Linked DNA regions of Mus musculus: region 2 is linked to region 1. The links are chromatin contacts, called in public HiChIP or PLAC-seq maps. All regions are on one chromosome and are shown on one strand. The core of a region is the stretch at or near the end of the contact, and the rest is flanking DNA. Distances in the headings are between cores, read along the strand shown. Region 1 overlaps Tbc1d1 (TBC1 domain family, member 1). Region 2 overlaps Gm31889 (a long non-coding RNA gene).

The links. HiChIP or PLAC-seq counts read pairs in DNA pulled down with a chosen protein or histone mark.
Region 2: a contact with region 1 is called in an H3K4me3 HiChIP or PLAC-seq map of bone marrow-derived macrophages, with 5 times the contacts expected there. The contact joins two enhancer-like sites. A contact is called at or near these places in 1 of 15 datasets of contacts at CTCF or cohesin (the NIH/3T3 cell line), 1 of 484 Hi-C or Micro-C datasets (bone marrow-derived macrophages) and 4 of 115 datasets of contacts at active chromatin or transcription factors (bone marrow-derived macrophages, embryonic basal ganglia, liver and 1 more).

The regions. Positions count from the first base shown.
Region 1 is chr5:64,332,930-64,339,756 of GRCm38.p6, reverse strand. Tbc1d1 (TBC1 domain family, member 1) reads right to left here. Exons shown (of 22, transcript NM_001310611.1): 18 at 6,166-6,410; 19 at 4,320-4,479; 20 at 26-195. Among named protein-coding and RNA genes, the nearest start is that of Gm43837, 42 kb to the left of the region's middle. Within about 2 kb of position 2,621, at least 140 of the 459 cell types and tissues checked have an H3K27ac peak or open chromatin away from gene starts, as enhancers often do. A contact at or near this core is called in bone marrow-derived macrophages and liver, where this site is marked.
Region 2 is chr5:64,880,127-64,886,918 of GRCm38.p6, reverse strand. Gm31889 (a long non-coding RNA gene) reads right to left here. Exons shown (of 5, transcript XR_001784867.1): 2 at 6,554-6,638; 3 at 5,839-5,899; 4 at 1-134. Among named protein-coding and RNA genes, the nearest start is that of Gm31889, 4.0 kb to the right of the region's middle. Within about 2 kb of position 2,423, at least 181 of the 459 cell types and tissues checked have an H3K27ac peak or open chromatin away from gene starts, as enhancers often do. A contact at or near this core is called in bone marrow-derived macrophages and liver, where this site is marked.

The sequences.
Region 1 (6,827 bases), core at 1,372-3,871:
CATCTGGAGAGCCCAGTGTCCATACCTGACTGATGGTCTTCTCCATCTGCACCAGGCCCAGGTTGGGGAGTGTGTTCTTTATGAAGTCCACTATGGTTTCCAGGTTCTCATGCTGTAGAATCAAGGGCTTATGGCTCCCCAAAAGACTTAAAGCTACTTTAAATATGACCTCTGATCCCTGAAGGAAGATCATATCTGGGAAGACACAGAAATGCAGAGTTAAACCCTGCCAGTTCCTGGCTAAATACCACTATATTCTCTCTTCCTTGCCTCATGGAGCAGAAGGGTGGGAAATATAAGCCCAAGTTACAAATGTTTCCTTTTTAAGAGCCCGTTATTTCAGACAGTACTTAAGACAATATGGCAAGTGAGAATAATTAAAACCCAATAAATGTCAGCTGTAACGCAGACCCCTGTGCCATTCACTCATCTTCATGTGATCACATATCTGTACTCAGGAATTAATAAAAACAGCAACAGTAACTGTGCTTGGAAAAGCACTTTAGTGCCTGGCACTGGAAAGCCACTGCAGCCAGCTGAGCTATGGCACAGTGGCTCTCTTCCTTCTGGACTCTCCCCTTTCTTCTCTGTATTTTTTTTCCTAACGATTTATTTATTTATTTATTTATTTATTTATTTATTTATTTATTTATTACATGTAAGTGCATTGTAGCTGTCGTCAGACACTCCAGAAGAGGGAGTCAGATCTCATTACAGGTGGTTGTGAGCCACCATGTGGTTGCTGGAATTTGAACTTCGGACCTTCAGAAAAGCAGTCGGGTACTCTTACCCACCGAGCCATCTCACCAGCCCTCTTCTCTGTATTTTTAAGCCGTTCAGAAACAGGTAGGAGGTGGAGGGAACCTTAAGTGCAACAAGATGGATCCCACCATACTGCAGACTGCCTCCTGAGAGCAACACACATACCTCCTTTCTCTTGTGGGACTTCCCACAGCCCTGGTACTGCGCTCTCTCCCTTGGTGACCTCACGCAGCCTCTCTTTTCCAGCCCCCTGACTCTGTCTAGGGGAACCCTCTCCTATCCTTAACTTTCTCCTAGGAGGCTGCAGGCCTGTGCTTGTGGAGCCTCCACCTTCCTATCACAGTGTGACAACCACTGTTAGGGCGCACTGTGCAAAACCACGCTGTGGCCACTATGTCACACTGCTTGCAGGCTAGTGGTTCCCCGGCCACAGGACAACTCTCATTTCTGACTCCGTTTTCATTCTAAAGCTCCTGTGACTTGTGTCAAGCCCTCAGCTTTACACTCCTCTTCATTTTAGCCTCCCCGGCAGGGCATTCCACAGACGAACCAGGAGCCGAACCCTGCAGCCCGACCCCTCCAGCAGGACAGACAGCTATTTTTCCCAAAGGCACATGTGGTCAGAGGGTGAACAGAGTAAACATTATTTTTCTTTCTTAAAAAAAAAAAGTTATTTCACTTTATATTTATGTGCCTGTGTTTATGTGCATGTGTGTGCAGGTGACTGTGAAAGCCAAAAGAGGTCGTCAGAACTGTGCAAATGGAAAATCATAGGCAGTTTTGAGCTGCCTGATAGAGGTGCTGGGAACTGAACTTGTATCCTCTGCAAGAGCAATCTGTGCTCTTAGCCTCTGAGCCATCTTGTCAGCACCAGGGCAAGTGTTTCTTCCAAGGTCCCTGTTCCACTCAGATTAGAAATGAGGCCATGGGGACTGGACAGAGGACGGACATCTAGCTCAGTGTGCTCACCATGGGGTCAAGGCACACACACTGACAGAAGCTGCCTCTCAAGAAGCATGTCCTTCTTTGGTGGTGACCTATTAATTAATATGGGAGCTGTGTTGGTGCAAGCTGGGGATCTCTTTGCACTCATTGACTGATTGATTGATTGGTTGATTGTATTTGTATGTATGCCCTGACACTTATGGGAAGATGAGGGACAACTTGCTGGAGTCAGTTCTCTCCTTCCACCATGTGGGTTCTAGGGACCAAACTCATGTTAGGACTGAACTCATGTTGGTTCTATCATGGCTGGCAGCAAAAGCCCTTAGCTGCTGAGTCATCTGGTTGACTCTGCAAATTGGCAACTGTCTATTCAGGTGTAAACAGAATTGCCGACAAAGGTTCACCTGCTTTAGGATTTATCTGGATTTAAAGGCTAATAATGAAAAAAGTCCAGGCCAGAAATGTCTAAGAGCCTGAATGGCAAAAGCAGGCAACTAGACTACTCACGGTATGGAGCTCAACAAGCAGGCTGAGGAAAACAGCTGGGACAATCTACCTTTCCAGTGGAACAGGCTGAGGGGGGCTATGCAAAAGCACCTGGTGGGATGTCATAGCACACAGCCTTCTTTGGGCCCCTGCTTCCTGCCTGCACTCCCAGGAGCCCTTGTTAGTCAGTCAGGAACCCACTAGTACAGCAGGGAGCTGTGGGCTCCAGGAATTTTGCAGACATTGGCATTTTTTAGGCACACTGTATATAAAACTCGAAGACTCATCACTCCTTCAGAGAAAAACATCCTGCCTGAACTGGTTTCAGCTTTTATTATTAGAATTTAAGTCACGAGAACATGCTGCACAGAGCTCCAAGTGATTCTGCGGCAGGAAGGCTCCCAGCTCCAGGGAGGAGGAGGCTGCTTGCTTTCCCAGTCCTTCAGCGGCTTACACAGCCTAATGAGACTGCTCCCCTGGAGCCCAGCACTGTCCCTGCAGGTGGCAGCTCTGCTTGGCCCAGGCAGGGCTGCCACTCATCCCTGGTAGCTAAGTCTGTGGTCAGTGCAGCCCCCTTGGCAGTTTCCCCACAAACCATGGAATTCAACTTCTCAGCTGTTCTCAGCCTGTCAACAGCCAGCTCTCCCCGCCCCCGTTGCCCTCGTTCTAGTCCTCACATGACCCACAGAGAGAACAGATTAAGACAAAGGGGAAGGGTGTGAGGGCAGGTTTTTTTGTTTGTTTTTTCCATTTCTAAGGTACAGGAAACAAAAACTCAGAAGTTATTGGCAAGAACTGAAGCCCACAGCTAGAGATACATCCTGTAACTCTTTGTCAGTATAGCAAGCACCCTGTTTTGAAGCATTTATTTATGTATTTATGTATGTATTTATTTATTTATTTATTTTGAGACAGGTTTCTCTCTATAACAGAGCTGGCTGTCTTGGAACTTGCTTTGTAGACCGGGCTGGATTCGAACTCATGCCTGCCTCTGCCTCCTGGAGTGCTAGGATTAAAGGTGTGAGTCATCACACCTGGCCCAAGGGTTTTATTTTTCTTACCTGTGGTCTAAATGTCATAAAATCTCATAATTTGCCTAACTGCAAGATAAATTCTACTCTCTAGCTTACTGTGGTAATTCAATCTGGGGAGAGAGTTATACAAAAGAGGGTAATAGCACTTTAAAAATACAGATTCCAGTCACAGAGGGGAGTCTTCAAAGGTTCCTGTGGACAAAGAGATAAAGGTAACAGTCCCTCACTCTACTGGGAGAGGAGGAAAAGGAAGCCAAGGCTTACTCAAAGACAAGTGTTCAGGGCAGACAGATGGCTCAGCGGTTAAGAGAATTCTCTGCTCTTCCAGAGGATACAAACTCAACTCCTAGCACCCCATGGCAGGCACTCACGCTACCTTAATTCCAATTTCAAAGGACACACAGCACTTTTCTGGCCTCTCAGACACTCGCATACATATGGCATACACCGTGACAGGGACATACATATACACAAAATAAACATAAATTTAAAAACATAAAGTTTCAGCATTTTTAGGAATCATGTCTAGTCAAGTATATACAAAATAGTGTATTGTTTGCGAACAATCCCTTGAGATGCTCTCTGAGGGGCTGGAGAGATGGTAAGCACTTGCCATATAAGCAAGAGGACCTGGGTTTGGAACCCTAGTACCACATGACAACTGGGTATCATGGTGCAAGCCCAGTCTGGAGGGGTAGAGACAGGAGATTCTCTAGGGCTTACTGGCCGGCCAAAAAATGAGAGACAATGTCTCAAATATAATGTGGAGAGGGCTAATGGAAGATACCTGCTATCACTCCCTGGCTACCATATCCATAAGTATTCATAAGTGCACATGCGCACACACAAATCTCCTCTCAAGTTCTAAAATAAATCTGTAAAAGTGTAATTGCATGTGTTTGAAAGTAGGAGAGGTGACTAATGGGACCTGCCCTAGGCCAGGCCAGGGTTATCAAAAGTTCAACAGGACTTGAAAGTCTCCATTCCAAGCTTGACTATATAGCTATAAAGACCAAGCAAACCACCAGGGTAGCAATGACGCTGCTTTGTGACAGGGGAACGCTGGCTGGCAGATGGATGGAGGAAGCTCACCAAAGACTCTGGCTACAAAGCCGAGTGGGAACTGTGAGGCGAACACAGTGAGAAACCAGGGAGCCGCGTAGAGGCTGGGGCCGATCTCGTGCTCTTCCAGGTGGTTGTAGAGGTCTCGGTGGTAATCGTGGAGGAGCCGTGACAGCTGGTACATCTGGATCTGTAGGAACACACGTCCATAGGGGCTGGGAACTGAGCACCAACTACATGTATAGATTTACTCATTGGGGGGGGGCGGTGTTTAGCCCTGTCAATTCTCTATTTGGCTTAGAGTATCCACTGACCTAATGCATCCACCCAAGCTTCCTGGGAACAGGCTCCCATTGATCAGTAGAAGCCTAGAGCACTAGTGCTGGGTCTGCTTCCACTCCAGCGTCCTCCCCTTGTGCTCCCCAGCTAAGAGACCCTAAACATCTGCCTGTGCAAAGATCTAAACAATTGCCTTACATTCTTAGAAAAACTCTAACCAAGGGGAATTTGGAACAAAAATCTCCTGCTAGGAGTGAACCAAGGGCCCCTTCATCATGGTCCCAGAGAGTGAGCCCTCTCTCTCTGTGCTCAACAGTCAACTCCCAGAGTCAGTCTACAGGTGAGAGTCAAGTCTCACAGTGGCTGCCTTCCCTTTGTGAGATTCATGTTCACATAGTTCAAGCTTACAGGAAAAACCAAATGAACTTTTAATAACGCATCCTGGTATTTTCAAACAAAGTCCTTAGCTCCAATGGTACATTCTAAAGCCCTGAAGTTACAGAACCCTGCTGGGAAATGAATGGACGACCAGCTAATAAGTAATGCTCTGGATACTCCCAGATCAGGGCCCAGAGCTTTCTCCACCTCTGGAAAGCAGCAAGCACAGTGCTTGATGAGCTGGGTGTACTGTTGTGTCTGGCCCTCCTCCCGCCCTGCCTGGAAGGTGGGGCTGGAACCCAGGACTTCACCAGGGGTTGGGAAACAACCACTGCGCTACATCTAGACTTTTCTGTTTGTCTGTTTTTGAGACCGGGCCTTCCATGGCGCTCACCTATAGGGTAAACTCACTATACAGGCCGGGACAGCCTACAACTTTGGATTCTTCTGCCTCAGCCTCCTAAAGGTGGGCTTACAGCACCCAGCCCAGCTTGCTTTTCTGTTGATGAACTTGCTCATAAATCAAATACTGACAGGGTTTCTATTCCATTCCAGGAACTGCTAGCAGCTAGGGGTATAACTCAACAAAATCTTCTCTCATTAAGGAAATCAGGATATGAGAAGCTAGGAAGTAAATAACTAGGGTGGTTTATGGCAGGAACTGTGTTGTCCTGAAGGCATGAGACAAGGTAGCAAGACATGGTCTGTCTGTCAAGAGTGGAAATGAGGGACAGTGCCAGCACAGGCAGGAGGAGCTTCTGGGATACAGTTCCTGACAGTGGAGCTGAGCCCTGGATGATGACAGTGGATGGAGAGAGGATGCCAGGCAGAAAACAGAACAGATCACAGGGTCCGAAGCACCAGAGACATCCATAGAAGGCTAAGGGAAGGGACGTGAGGGAAGGTCCTAGAGCCAGACAGGCCTGGATTTAAATTCCACCTCTAGTCCCACTTTCCAGGGAGGGAGAAAGAGAAGGAAGGAGGAAAACATAAAACCTCTAGCTGTGTGCTCTGGGCCAACTTCATAATCCATTTGCACCTCAGTTTCCCTGGCTACAAGCTGAGTGAATTAGCAGCATCGTCCTGAGAGCCATCATGGGAAGCACACAGAGCAACACCTAACACAGATGAGATGGCAGCAGCCAGCAGTGGACAGGAGCCTAGATCTGCCCATAGAGGAATGGCATCTTTTTACTTATGTCGCAAGGATGCTTGGTACCTGCAAAATAATCATGTCTGGCCGATACTGTTTCCGCAGCCCCATGTCAAACATCAGGAACTTGAGCATCTTGAACGCCTCTTCCTCACTCATGTGAAGAAGCAAAATGCCTGCCACAAAGCTGAGACCTTGGCAGTATCCAACCTCCTGGTCCAGAAGCGAGTAGGCCTTCAGAATGTTGTAAAGTGACAGCTGACCTGCTCCAAGCTGGGCAGAGAAGTATGGATGTGTTGGAAAGGTTCGCCCTGGGAAAAGAATACAAGTTAGGGGTAGCATACAAGAGGCCCACGGAACCAGATATGCAGCATCAGGGAACGAGACCTATAGGTGATCGGTAGTAACATCAGTGTGCCTTAAGTACCAACCACCTCTGATCAGTGAGTGTAGTCAGCTGGGTTCTAGGATAATATTTGCAACAAAAACCAGCAACTTACCAAGTTTTGCAGTGTTTAGTTTGTTTATTTGTTTTTGAGACTGGCTCGGAGTTTGTACCTCTGGCTGGTCTGGAGCTCGCTGTGTAGACCAAGCCAGCCCCTAATTTGCTGTGGAGACCAGGCTAGCCTCACAGAAAGCATCTAGCCTCCTGCGCAAGTGCTGAGATTTTAAAGGTGCGTATCAGCATGCACAGTGATTTTGTTTTTAAGTGCTAATTTAGGTAAAAG
Region 2 (6,792 bases), core at 1,174-3,673, 550 kb before region 1:
TAACCAGCTCCCCGCTGTAGCTTCTGCACTCCTCCAGGGGTCTTCTCAGAGGTTGATGTCCAATCTCCATTAAAGGTTGGCAGCCTGACAATAGGCCGTTCTTGCTGGCTGATGTGGTGTGGGATCACCTGAAGCTGAGAACAAGAAGGATATATATATATATATATATATATATATATATATATATATATAATATCTTGATTTTTTGGTTTTTCGAGACGGTTTCTCTGTGTAGCCCTCACTGCCCTGGAACTCACTTTGTAGACCAGCAATGCACCTATGCACCTGGCTTTTCCACAGACGCTGGGGAGCCAGGTCAGGCCCTTGCCCTGGCACGGCAACCATTTTATAGACCAAGGCCCACACAAGTAACTGTTCTTTCTTCTTCTTCATTTGTATATCATGGGATTCCTAGGGGAGCCCCTGATGGGGGTTCACTCAGATTAAAGCATGTTTTTAAATCAAACTGCTTCTACACGTGGGAAACTATATAACACACACACACACACACACACACACACACACACACACACACACACACGGCCCTGTACTTTCCCCAGGGGACATGCACACAGGGGCAGCCCCAAGAGGAGAATATTTGGTTTATGCAGCTTGACATCATTAGTCCTCCCCTCCCCCTCCCACTGCCCCAATGGCTATGTGACTCGTTTTAGACAAGGCACTGGCAGTGACCCAGTAGCATTCAGTGTGAAACAACTTGTGGGCCAATGAATTGTCTCAGTGAGTGGAGGTGACTGCCACCAAGCCTAACCACCTGAGTTTGATCCCAGGACCCACCTGGTAGAAAGAGACCCGGCTCCTATAGGTTATCTTCTGTTCTCTACATAAATAAATAAATGTGATTTTAAACATAAAAATACAATAATTACTCTGCCAGTTGGGACCAGTTGATCTTGGGACTGGCAAGCTCTTTTACCAAGGAATTTTATTCAATTCCTTGAATAGCTTTCACTGAAACTTGAAAGGGGATGAAATGTCATTCTTGATTTAGTGTCACTGTGGGTTCAAGCTCATGAAGTTCTATTCTCTCCGTGGAGGTATTAGCTGTGGCTGAGAACTCTCTAAACTTTAAAAAGGTATGGCATGTCTTTACCCCGTAATCTGATGTTGAATTTATTTTTTTATTATATTTATTTATTTTTATTTTATTTTATTTTATTTTATTTCTTCTTCCCTCTCCCTCTTTCTCTGGCCCTGCTCTCTCTGGGCCCGCGCTCTCCAGCCCATAGAGTTTTTTAAAATTTGTTTCTCATTACGAATGGTTGTGAGCCATCATGTGGTTGGTTGCTGGGATTTGAACTCATGACCTCTGGAAGAGCAGTCAGTGCTCTTAACCGCTGAGCCATCTCACCAGCCCTAATGTTGAATTTATAATTAATGATTATATTGTCTGCAATTTTCATGCAATAAAATTCAGCCATCATATTTTGATGGGAATCCTATAATATGTTGAATAACAAAACAAAAACTTGTGAATACTGCACATGGGTGTGCTGGGGCCGGTCTGCCGCGAGATGCTCGTGTACAGAGCTCTCCTCACCGTCCAGGGAGAACAGGGAGGGCATACCATATCCTTAGCTCCAGATGCCCTGCTTTTACCCAGTCTGACCAACCCTGAAACCACTTTCCCACCCCCACCCCTTCACGTGTCAGCTCATGCATACAGTTAGAGAGAAGTCAAGAACACCCAGATAAAAGCCCAGGTTTTACTTCCCCGTGTGTGCACAGCGAGAACTGTCTGCTGTAGGCTTTATGCAAATTGGGGGGGGGGGAGAAGACAGAGGAGAACATTACCCCCAGTGTTAATTTACTCTAGGCCTCCAAGAAGTAGGAGCCGTGGCCTTTTGAGTAAGGAGCCGGACGAAGGTTAAACTAGACCGATAAATAGCCAAGAGCCAGCTATTCATATAACTTTGTTTTAAACTATGTTAAGGAAACAAAATGGGAAGAAATGATATGGGAGCTGGGCATGGAACCCAGGGGCTAGACTGTCTAGGATTTGAGAAGGGCTGTGTTTTATCGCCAGCAGCACACGACCAAGCACGGTGGCACACGACTATAATTCCAGGACTTAGGAGAGGAGAGTCAGGAGTATCAGAAGTTCAGGGGCATCCTCAGCTACACAGGAAGTTGAGGGAGGGGGAGGGGAAGGGGAGGGGGAGGGGGGAGAGAAGGAAGGGGGAGGGGGGGAGTGAGAGGGGGAGGGGGAGAGGCAGGAAGGGGGAGGGGAGGGGGAGAGGGGGAGGAGAAGGGGAAGGGGAGGGAGAGGGAGGGGGTGGGAGAGAAAAACCAAATCTAGAAAATAGAAAGTCAGAGTCTGCCAGAGAAGAATAGCAGGAACCATTGATAACAACCTCCTCTCCCTCCTACACACTCCTGTGTCTGCCAAGAAGCAAGGGCCTGCCTGGAGTCAAAGGGCCCTAGTGGACAAGAAGTGGTTTCACTTCACGTGCTATTCCCTGAGAGCCCTTCTCACTTGGGAAAGCAGAAGTTCATGTATTAAAATAGAACGATTGTGCATGTAAGAATAATGCCATCAGCAAAGCGGCTCTTCCTGCTCTAACATTCAGTCATACGGTCTGTGGCTAGCTCTTTCCAGTATGGACTCTGCTGGCATCTCTAGCTTAGCTTTTGACAGGAGAATTTAGGAGTGCTAGCTGAAAAACCTGGCATTGTTTACTGTAAACCCTGTACTGAATTCTCAAATAAATCCTTTGTGCCAGAAAGGTCTAAGAAGGACCCTGCGCTCTGCACAGCTCACCCTGACCAGAGCACCTGCTCAGCTGGTCAGTGCTGGGGTGGCAGTGGGGCGCAGTGTGTGCTGCAACAGGTCTTGGGGATTGGACCGCCCAGGTTTCCTTATCTCTCCCTCTTCCTCCTCCTCCCCCCCCCCCCCCATTGCCTCTTAAAGACAGAGAGCATAGTCCTTTCCCCATCAATTTAGTTTTCCCTCCTTTCCGATCAGGTGTAACAGTAGAGAAATTAAAACTAAACTGGCCTAGAACCAGGGATGGAGTTAATAAAAGATGCTAATCTGAGAGCCTGTTAGAAACACAGCATTTCAGGCTCAACCCAGACCTACAGAACCAGAGCTTTCCTTTCAGCAAGATTGCTCTACTTGCCAGTACACAACAGTTCCAGGAACCCTGGGGGAAAGAAAGCTTTAAAAGAACCTAGGGTTTTTTTTCGGGGGGGGGGGGGGGGGGTTTCCTCTGTGAAATTTTGGATTACAGTGCCATCTTGTGGTCACATCAGTAGTTACACTTGTTCGTTGAAGAGGATGAGCTACCAGAACAACTCAGTAAAGGTCAAAAGGAAAAAAATGAGCAGTAGTCAGAGGTCTGCCATTGCGGTCTCTTTCCACACAGTGTCCATTGAAAATACACAGTTCTTCTCCCAACGGTGCCCTCTCCCCTAATTCAGAAGAGCTGCCGGTGGATCTAGGGGTTTTCTTCATCAGAAGTGGTAGCACACATTCAGGAATTTCGTCCCACTTACACCTTCATGTTTCTAAAACTAAATTATCCTAGAGGGTTAAAAGATCACTGGGTCTACTGAATGAGTTCCAGGACAGCCAGGGCTACTAAGAGAAACCCTGTTTTGAAAAAACCAGAAAACAAAACAAAACAAACAGAGATTATCTAGACAGTGATCCCTCTTTAAGGGTGAGGACTGCTTTCATTTTTTAAATATTTATTTATTTATTTTGTGTGTGTGTGAATGCTGTAGAAACGCCAGAAAGGGGCATTAGTTTTCATTATTGGTGGTTGTGAGCCACCATGTGGTTACTGGGATTTGAACTCAGGACCTGTGGAAGAGCAGTCAATGCTATTAACCGCTGAGCCATCTCTCCAGCCAAGGACTGCTTCATTATTAGAGCTGGCTTTTACTGGGCACCAGCTATGTATCGTGTGCTGTCTAAACTGCTGGTGGATTTACCTATTTGGCCTTCACAGTTCAGCGAGTCAGCCCAGCACGGTGGTACTCACCTGTAGTCCCATCACTTGGGAAGCTGGGGCAGAAGGATGGTCACGATCTACATAGAAAGACCCTTTCTTCAAAACCAAAACAGCAAGAAACAGGCTGGAGGATCTCTGTGAGTTTGAGGCCAGCCAGGGCTACACAGTGAGACTCTGTCCCAACAAATAGACAAGTAGGATGAAGCAGGTGGTCTTTTAACTCTAATCTGCAGGAGCTCACCTGACAATAGCCTTTATCTATATCAGGCTGAGCATCTATCATTTGAAAACCTGAAGTCTGAAATGCTCCAGAATTATTTTTTTTTCCTAAAATGAACTCTTACTCTGTAGCCCAGGCTATCCTGTCTTGCCTCAACCTCCTGTATAGCAGGGTTACAGATGTGAGACACCACATCTGACAAAATCTGACACCCTGAACATCAATGTAATGTCCAAAATGGAGAAGTCTGCTCCTGACAGCATGCCAAAAATATAAATAGGGGTAGAGTGCTTGGCCACCATTTGGATGGCTGTAAGTTTGACCCCCCCCCAAATACCACAAATAATAACAAAAGCAATAATAACAAATAAAATACTGGATAAAGTTCCCTTAAGGCCATGAGTATAGGATGCATTTGAAACTCAGTTCCACTTCCTGTTGCTGTGACACAAACAATGTAGGAGAGGAAGGGTTTAATCTTACCCTACAGTCGAGAGAAGGCCATCATGGTGGGCAGTCGAGACAGCAGGACCTTTAGCAGCTGGTCACATTGCGTCAACAGCCAAAAGGCAAAGAACGGGCCAGTGGGGCAGCTTACTGGGTATTGACACTGGCAGGCAAGCGGGACAGCTTACTGGGTACGGACACTGGCAGGCAAGCGGGACAGCTTACTGGGTACGGACACTGGCAGGCAAGCGGGACAGCTTACTGGGTACGGACACTGGCAGGCAAGCGGGACAGCTTACTGGGTACGGACACTGGCAGGCAAGCGGGACAGCTTACTGGGTACGGACACTGGCAGGCAAGCGGGACAGCTTACTGGGTACGGACACTGGCAGGCAAGCGGGACAGCTTACTGGGTACGGACACTGGCAGGCAAGCGGGACAGCTTACTGGGTACAGACACTGGCAGGCTAGCGGGACGGCTTACTGAGTACTGACACTGGCAGGCAAACCTGGAGACCTGAATCCAATGCCCCAAGCCACACTAAAGTGTGGAAGGAGAGAACCAACTCCACAGTGTTGTCCTCTCAGCTACACATGTACATCACAGCACACCACATGCCACACACACACATTGCACACACGCATAATGCACACACATACACATAATGCATACACACACATTTCTGCCATCTGAATTACATAATGTACTGAAGAGAGAAAGGGTTTATTCTACCCTACAGTCAAGATATGGTCCACCATGGTGGGGGAATCAAGGCAGCATGAGCTTGAAGCAGCTGATGACATTACACCAATAGTCAAAAAACAAAGGATGGGCTAGTAAGATAGCTCTTAATACATCATGCATACACACACGCCATGCTCACACACATATCATGAACACATCTGTCCTACACACATCATACAGGCACACACCATGTACACACATATCACTCACACACATCATGTACACACACATCTTGCACCGTGCACACATACATACCATGGACACACTTGTCATACATACACATCATATGCACACATACACAAACATACACACACCAGGCATACATCCTACGTGCACACACATGTACACACATATCTTGTACACACACATCATATGAAGAAGAAACAAAGGAACAGTGAGTGCCAGTGCCCGCCCACTGTGAACTAGGGCCTTCCCACGTTACTTACTGTAATTGCAATGATCCTCCGGGGGATTGGCCTGAGGTCCCTTTCCTAGATCCTGTCATCACTGGAAGCATAAACATGGACAGTCTGTGTTTAAATTTCCAAACTCTGAAAGAAAATCTGAAAGATAAAAAGCACTTCTGGTTCTGAGCACTCTGGATTAGGGATACTCAATGCGTGTTATAGATGTGCTAATTCATAAAAGGGCATGATTTATGCTTCTACCTTGAAAAGGCTGTTATAGGTGGAATCCACAGCCCATCTGTCTGTCTGTCTGTCTGTCTGTCTGTCTGTCTCTCTCTCTTTCTCTCTCTCTCTCCCATTGACCTATGCACTTCAAGGAGGCTAATTTTCCCCAAACATAGCTCTGTTGCACATCTGGCTAGAGCTGAAAGAGGCTGTGGTAATTGGAAAGTATCGACTAGCTTTCTTGTCACTATGCCCTTTGTGCTCCTTAAACTGGGGCTAGCCTTTTTCTTTTGTTCTCTTGGCTGATTATAAAGAATGATAGTTTAGAAGATGGCCACCTAGTGGCTAAGCTGACCCTTCCGGGGAACCTGGAGAGCAGAGTTAGAGCCCACCTAGACCCAGGAAGACAGCTCCATTAAGTAACAAGAGTTGGGCAGCCTCTCACTCATCACTGCCTGAGTTTGTGACAGTTCAGTGCCTGGTACTCTCCTCTGCAGGGTCTCCCTTCCCCACCCAGCCCCAGGTTCACCTGAGAAAGAGCAGGGTCAGAAGAAACTGCTGTTCATCTTGGCGGTTGTTGTTTCTGCTTAGAATTAAGTCTGTCTTAGAGGGACCTGGGCAGTAGCACAGTGGAACTTGGTTAGTGGGTATGAAGTACTGGGTTTGATATCCAGTCCTGAAAGAAAAAGAACTCAAGCCAGCCAACCAACCAACCAACCAACCAATCAACCAATCAGCCAACCAACCAAATCCCAGCCATTCTCTATG